Regions from separate parts of the Sus scrofa genome. Here region 1 is linked to region 2. A link is a contact called in public Hi-C data. All regions are on one chromosome and are shown on one strand. The core of a region is the stretch at or near the end of the contact, and the rest is flanking DNA. Distances in the headings are between cores, read along the strand shown.

Region 1 (3,673 bases), core at 632-3,131, 70 kb before region 2:
AACGCAAATTGAAAACTCCGGTTCCGGGCAGCACGGGAACAGTGTAAGCTCTCCGCAGCCACACGTGGCGCCGTACTGGACCTGGCAGCTACGTAGCATTTGCCTCCGTGCAGAGGGTTTTGCTGGGCAGGGCTGGTCCGGATGCACCTGCACCCTGGATCCTCTAGGTTGTTGTGCGTCCGGCAAGCCTTCCCCGGCTGCCTACTGAGCAGGCAGGCTGTTGGCGTCCCAGCAGACACCAGCTCTTTGGGGGTTCTTCAGAATTCTGGAGAGTTTAAACGCAGGGGCCTTGGGGCAGATTCTACCAAGGACCCTGGTTCCATAAGGGACGGATGGCTGAGTGCAAGGACCGTTAGCCGTGGCATTTGGCCCCGTCTGGGCTGCTTGTCTCCCTTGTCTAGATTCCCTTCCACACTGACCTGGAAGAACTCCCAAAGCAACAGGCCGGCCCAGGCTGTTTGCACCAGTAAACCCTGCAGCCGTCCCAAGAGCACAGAGTAGCCGGATCGTATTTATTTAGGAACAGCCGAAACTTGAGGCACAATAAAAAGTGGAGCGAAGATTCCAGAGAGGAATGCAGCCGGCCCCAGGCCCGGAATTCGTCTTGCTCTGGGAGGTTGAAGGCGGCCAGACTGGGGCCGGCCCTGGAGGGTCTCGGCCGGCTGCCCGCTCTGCTGGCAGGTACAGTAGCAGTGGCTGCGGGAGGGTCAGCGGGCCGGGCCGGGGGAATGGAGCTGCTTTATTTTTAACTCAGGGAGGCAGACTTCGGGGCTTGAGTCTGGGGATGAGCAGGAAATGAAGGGGAAAGGCACTTTTTAAAGAGAGAGATAGGCGCCCGCTATAGCTGGAAGCTAATTGTAGACAAGTGGCAGGTACCTCTACCAGTCCTGAGGGGAGCGGGAGGTGGGAGGTGGCCCAAGATCCGAACCCAGAGCCCAGGAAAGTGTCCCCTTGGGTGATTCCTCTCCCCCCTCCTTCTCACAGGCCCCTCCCTGGAAGGCTCCAGGAACAAGGCTGTGCCCCTCTCGGCAACCCCTTCCTGGGTCCCCTGCTGCCTGGGTCAGAATCTCCTGGAGCTCTAGCCCCCTTTCTGTGCTGCTGGGCACCCCCCAACCCAGGCCTCCCTTGGAAGTCAGGGCTCACTGGGGTGGTCTCTTACTTTTGTGTCCCCCTACCAGCTGGATGCTTTGTGGACGGGGTGGGGCAGTGTCTTTAAAGATAAAGCAGGCCTCATTCTTCCTCCTTACCCTGCAGCTGGGCCCTCCCGCTGGTGACAGCGACATCAAAAAGAAGGTGGGCCGGGAGTATGCAGATCACAGGTTCAGGTCTGTGTGGGGGGGGGGGGAAGGACAGAGGTACTGCCTTTAGATCAGTCTGGAGGGGGCTGCTAGGCAGTGGTGCCCACCCCAGGATGTGGGCAGGCTGGGGTGGCTGGGAGCGGGGGCTTGCTGGCTGGCACAGCAGGGCTCCCCAAAGCTGGGGCCTGGGGGTTCCTGCCTCCCCCTCCCCCGCCACCGCCCCGCCGAAGGCAGGTGTTGGTTCAGTTTGGAAAGTGCCGGGTTAAAAAGCCAGCCCCTCCCTGGAACCACTCCCTGGAACCACTCTCTGGTTTTCTGTGCTACGTGCGAAGAGCTGGACAAAGTTTTACAAAACCGCAGAGCTCTGCTGGAGGGAGGAGCCACGTGGGGAGCCCCCTTTGGGGACTCAGGCCAGGATTCAGTTGCCCCCTGAGTGGCCGGTGCTGGGGACACGGCGTGGACTCAGTGAACACTGCGGGTCGGCTGCGCCCTTCTCTCACTCTCCGGCTCACCCCGCCTCTGCGTCCAGCCTCGGCTCAGCTCATGAACTAACACGGCCAATGGGGGCTGCCAGGTTTTTGGTTTCAAATGATCCCCCGCTTGCGCCAGCATGCTTGGAGTTTTAGGCATGGTTGGGAATGGACATTGAGCCAGACTGTGCCGGGCTGGGGTGGGGGAGGGAAAGCCCAGGGTCAAAGCTGTGCTCAGCAGCTGCACCAACCACAGCAAGAAAATCCAGCGCCTGTGCAGCAGCCAGCGCCCGCGGGAGGTAGTCGGGGTGGCAGGCTCCTCGGCCTGGCCCAGCCTGCTGTCCTCCTCCCCACGCCCCCCATGGCCTGGCCTGGGTCTGCCAGCTCCTGGGGCCTTCCTGGACCTGCTCCCTGCAGCGGGAATTGGTACTGGGGAGTCCCCTATGGCATTAGAGGGGTTTCTTCTTTATACGTGTTCTATAGTTGCTAAATTTAATACACTGCATATATACTACATTTATAATCAGATAAGACAATAGGATTTTATTTTTTCGAAATCAGAAAAGAGGTTAAATCAGTCAAAACCCTTTCATGATTCCCATTGTTCTAACTCAGCGCCTGTCGGGGGTTGGTGGAATGCGATGTTTTAGAATGAAGTGAAATCATACAGGGGGGTCTGTGGTGCCTCTTGGAGAGTCCTGTGGCGGCTGTGACAAATGACCGCCACCTTGGTGGCTTAAATCAACAGAAATCTGTCCTCTCACAGTTCTGGAGGCCGGAAGTCTGAAGTCCAGGTCGCAGCAGGGCCTGTTCCCCCCAGAGGCTCTGGGGGAGAAGCTGTTCCCTGCCTCTTCCAGTTTCTGGGGGCCGCCCGCCTTCTGGGCTTGTGGCTTGTCCCTCTAGTCTTCAAGGCCAGCATCTTCAGTCTCTCTGCTCTGTCTGTGCACCCCTCGTGTGTGTGTGTGTGGCAGGGGGATCTCCCTCTGCCCCCTCTTCGGAGATGGCGTTAAGGACCCAGGACAGTCTCATGATCCTTCATTTAATTCCACCTGCAACTGGACTCTTTCTCCACATAAGGTCGCGTTGACAGGTGCTGGGGTTAGGCGGTGAGAACTCTGGGGCCGTTATTCAGCCTCCCGCAGTGCCCCCAGAGCCCCTGGGTCCTCCTTGGCTGGATCTCTGTCCCCACCTTCCCTCGCAGCATAGGCAGCTGTCCTCCAGGCTCTGCTGGGGGTGGGGGTTGCTGTTTGGTGTCTCCCGGAAGATGTCACCCCCACCTCCTCGCAGCTGCCCCGTACACACTCACAAGAAGATGCCATGCTACCTAGGAGATTGCTTTGGGGACTGAGCCTGGTCAAGAGGGGACAAGGACTTTGTGCCATCCAACAGAGAACTGTGCATGGGCCTCTTGTGACACAGCCCATGTGACTGTGGGGCGGGAGGGACTGCAAACTCAGAGGCCACCTGGGGGAGGGGCCGGCAAATAATGAAAATGAGTCAAGGGACTGTGGGAACCACAGCAAACCAGAAAACGTGGCTTCATCTAAAGGGGTAGCACCCTTCCAACCAGCCCGGTAGGCTCGTCCGGGCAGGAAGCTCCGTCCACGTGGCCGTATGCCCTCCCTTTCCCGAGAGAAGCGGAAAACCTGGAGCCCTCGGTGAAATTGCCCACGCGCCCGACTTTGGCACGAATGCGCGTTTTCTTTGAACAGGGTCAGGCGAAGAAAACCCGTTTCTGTGTCTCAGGCAGAGGGCTGCCAGTTTGAACCCTCGCGGTGAAGGAAGCTTAAAGACAGAGGGGATCCCCCCAACCCGCCCCCCCAGCCCAGCCCCCAGCCCAGCCCCCAGTCCTCACTCTGACCACGTGCTGGCCCCTCATGTCGCCAGGTGAACCACGGGGAGCAG
Region 2 (3,954 bases), core at 902-3,401:
CACCCAGCCCTTCACCAGGACCTCTGGCTGCATCTGCGCGCTCTCAGAGCCGCTGGCCCCGTCCTGGCCCCGGGGCTGCCTGGTGCCTGGGCTTCCCTGTCTGTCAAAGGAGGGTGGTCATAGTCCCCACCCATCAACGTGTCCCTCCTGGGTGACTTTGGTGTGAACGGCGGGGACTGGGAGCCTGACTGCCTGGGTTCGAATTCTGGCCCTGCCATCTTGACCTGAGGCCTGGGGCTGGTCGCCTCTCGGTGCCTCAGTGTCCCGGTATGGACCAGTTCCCTCTTCTGCGGGGAGGGTGGGCGGAAGGGCCTGGAGCGCCGTGGCTCCGCCCGGAAGGCTGATGCTTTGTTACTACAGTTACTATCAGTGTCGAGCTGTGCACACCGTGAGTGCTTCGTACCCGCTAGGGGTTCTTCTTACCCACTTCTGCGCGCCCTCCTGTGCCGCCCGCTTTCCAGGCGGACCGGCCCGCGATGATTTATTTGCTGGAGTAACTGGAAGAGAGAAGGGCCTGGAGCCTGAGCCCCGAGGAGCGGGGCGGGGCGGCGGAGGGGCCGTGGCCGTGGCCGCAGCACAGAGAGGAGGCAGGAAGGCCCTGGGGTAGGACGGAGCAGTGTCCCCCAAGGTCCTGGTGCTCTGGGGCAGAGGCGGCAGGGATCTGCCAACTCCACGTCATGAAATCAGAAAGGCCTTGACCCTCGGTGTGGAGCAAGATACGGGATCTTAGTCTACCTCCAGCGGGCAGAGAGTTTTCCAGAGCCAGCAAACGGTGGATGTTTCTCTTGGAAGCTGGCAGGGAGCTCCTGATGACCTTCGACCAGATGGGGGGCGGGTGTGGTCAGTGGAAAAGTATACCGACGCCATTTGTTGAGTCCACAAATGTTTATTATCTTAAAAATAAAATACACACAGACATGAACACACATGTCCATCTGGGGCCTTTCTTCGCTGTGCCCCAGGCTTTATTCCCCACCCGCAAATATCTGAGAGTTCCTGGTCCCGAATCCTCTTATCCTGAGGGTCGGGGTGGCCCCGTGAGAGTGAGAGCCCCCTGCGCTGGGTCAGGTGCGGGCCGTGAAGCCTGGAGCAGGGGGTGCGGTGGGTCTGCCCGCTGCGGTGTAGCCAGATGGCTCTGTCCTGTGTGAGTAGAGGGCCAGTGCGGGTGGGCGCTCGGGGGCACGGGTCCCCAGGAACACATTTCAGGTGACCTCCCACCCCTGGCACGCGGCAGGCCGGGCTGCTGTTTGCTCCTCACGCCCGGTCCCCTGCTGGAAGAGGTGGCATCCACGATCGCACGCGTTGGAGCCCCTGGCTCGCGGGTCGGGCTGTCCCCAGGGCACGTGGGAGTGGGTGGGCTTGCCCAGGAGTGGACATAGGTGGTGATGGAGCAGCCGGGCTCCACTGAGAGTCCCGCTGCAGGGCAGCCTCTCATGGGTCCAGGGCTGGGGCCTGGGCTGGCCCTGCCCTGCTGACGGCGGGGGGTGGGGGGCGGCCCTGCCCGCTTGGGCCTGCTGACCAGCTGGCCTCCGGCACTGCCCACTCTGCCCCACTGAGGTCTCCAGATGCCCTGCCCAAAGCTCTCTCCTTCTCGGGGCTCCCTGAGCTGGCAGACTGCAGGTTCGGTTCTGGGTGGCCTCAGCTCAGCTGGGCCCTGGCCATCATTTGAGATCCATGGTCCTGCCTTCTGGACTGTGCTGTGGGACAGGCCGCGTGGGGCATGTGGACTGAGACGAGGCCCTTGTGGCTGGGGGGTTAGAAGCAGAAAGTTGACCAAGGAGACCACGGCGGGGTCATGGGGAAGGCTGGCTGTCACCTCCGAGGGAGCTAGGGGGTGGCCAGCCCCTCCCTGCCTCTGAGCCCCCCAGTGGCCTAGTTAGTGGGGGAGGTAACACCTGTAGTCGCTGATGTCACTGGTGACCCCAGGGCATGCCTGATTCCTGATGCGACCCCTGTGACTTCTGCCCTACACAGTCCAGCAGCCCAGCCCAGGAGGGGACTCTATTTTCACCCCCAGGATGGCCCCTCCTCCTTAGTTCCGGTCTAACGGGCAGGCCTTCCTGAGGCCCGGGGCTCCCTGCCAGCTCACCTGCTGACTAATGCCCAGCTGGTGCCTGATAGGAAGAGCAGGCTCGGTGAGGACCCAGGGCTCAGGTTACAGAGGCTTGAGACACCTCCTGAAACAGGGCCCTGCAGCCGCCGCCTCCACCATCTGCTTGGATTTCAGGCACCACCGCCCCAAGTCCCTGCGAGGTGAGTTAGGGCTGGGTGCCCCAGGACCTGGGCGCCGTGGTTTTCCGGAGTGGGGCGTGGCTGGGGAGGCTGCGATGGGGGGAGGAGGAGCTAGGCTGGCGGGGGAGGGACAGCCCCACTTCTTCCTGTGGTGGCCGTGGGGGTGGTGGCTGGCCACTCCCGCCTCTTTCTCTTTCGGGAGGGTGGCTGCAGGACGGCCGCGGGGATGAGCTGGTGCAGGGACGGGACCACAAATCCCTGTCCCAGCTCTGCGGGGAGGGGGTGGTTTATTTAGCGGCTCAGCAAGCAGGCTTTCTGTTCAGGAGAGAGGGCCTGGGTCAGCGAGTTGGAAACCGCGGATTTCCTTGATATTTAATTTAGCAGCAAGTTTGCCTCCGCCCAAGTCCTCGCACCTTACCTGTGCTTGTTCCGGGCAGGTGGTTGTGCTCTGCTCTCTGCAGGTGGCAGGGTCCCCTGGCCCGTGGTCTTAGTGCCTGGGCCCCTGGCCCCCATGTTGAACGGACGCTCCACCTGAGCCTTCGAGCCCGGCCAGACCTCAGGCTCTGGGGCGGGTGATACTGTTTGGACCCAGAAGGTCCGAGAACGTTGAGATGTGCAGCCACCCAGATGAGGCTTGGTGGGGCTGAGGCCCCTTCCCGTGGCGTGGCCCGTGGGGCCTTGGGTGGGCCCTCTTGCTGGCCCTTCCTTCCTCCTGCCTGTCCAGACTCCTCTCTTGGTGCCCCTCCCTCGCCCCTGGGCTGACCAGACGCTGCGGGCATCTTCCCTTCCGGAGGGGACTCGGCACTGGGGGAGTCTCCAGTCCAGATCCCTGTGGGGGCACCTGGGGAAATCCTTGTCTCAGGCTGAGTACTTGATGATAACGAGCCCACCAGGGTCAGGCTAGCTTCTGGACACTCATCCCATTTTCCAGGTGAGGACGTCGAGGCACTGGGAGCTCCCGTCAGTTGCCTGAGGCCCCACAGTTGGTGGCAGTTTGTATGTGAACTGTGTGTGTGGCGCTCGCCTGCACTGTGCCCAGGGCTGGGGCCCGGGGCCTGGGCTGCATCCCTGCCCCGGAGCTTAGGCTGGAATGGGGGGGAGCCCAAGGTGCCGTGGAAAGATGAGACGGAAGAAAGGTCCAGTTGGGAAGGAGCGGCCCGGTGTTTCTCCTCTTCTCCCAGCCGCTCAGCTGCCCTGGTGTTTGGAACAAGATGGTGCTGGTCTGGGATGAGTGGGAACAGATTGGAAGTCCTGTTTCTTCCCCATCACAGCTGCCACCAGCCCAGCCCAGCCCAGCTCAGCCCAGCCCAGCCCAGCCCACACAGCCCACCCAGCCCAGCCCCCCCAGCCCAGCCCAGCCCAGCCCAGCCCACACAGCCCACCCAGCCCAGCCCAGCCCAGCCCAGCCCACACAGCCCAGCCCAGCCCAGCTCAGCCCAGCCCAGCCCAGCCCACACAGCCCACCCAGCCCAGCCCTCCCCAGCCCAGCCCAGCCTGTCTGTCTCATCTCCCTCCTCTATTCTGTCTCCCTAGACCAGCTGGGAGGACCAGCAGTTGGGAGAACCTGCAGGAGATGCTCTGGCCGCCGGGCGGGGCTGGGGTCGGGGTGCCTTCTTGGTTGGGAAGGGGCTGAAGTAAGCCCTCCCTGTTTGTGGTCTCCTGGGTGGCAGAGGAAGAGGGGGAGACCCTGGGCCGTGGCCCCTGCCTGCGGGGTTTGCTCCC

Evidence for each region. A called contact is a pair of places that touch in the nucleus more often than the background predicts.
Region 1: a contact with region 2 is called in a Hi-C map of liver, with 7 times the contacts expected there. The contact joins the enhancer-like site here to the promoter of LOC106504796 in region 2. A contact is called at or near these places in 11 of 47 Hi-C or Micro-C datasets (alveolar macrophages, blood, embryonic fibroblasts and 6 more) and 2 of 2 datasets of contacts at active chromatin or transcription factors (alveolar macrophages and skeletal muscle).

Annotation. Positions count from the first base shown.
Region 1 is chr12:4,380,554-4,384,226 of Sscrofa11.1, reverse strand. No RefSeq gene overlaps it. Among named protein-coding and RNA genes, the nearest start is that of SEPT9, 35 kb to the right of the region's middle. Within about 2 kb of position 1,881, at least 8 of the 83 cell types and tissues checked have an H3K27ac peak or open chromatin away from gene starts, as enhancers often do. A contact at or near this core is called in fetal liver, liver and skeletal muscle, where this site is marked.
Region 2 is chr12:4,310,143-4,314,096 of Sscrofa11.1, reverse strand. It overlaps LOC106504796 (basic proline-rich protein-like), which reads left to right and starts at 2,151. Exons shown (of 2, transcript XR_002336965.1): 1 at 2,151-2,253. All of the region lies in intron 3 of SEPT9 (septin-9), which reads left to right.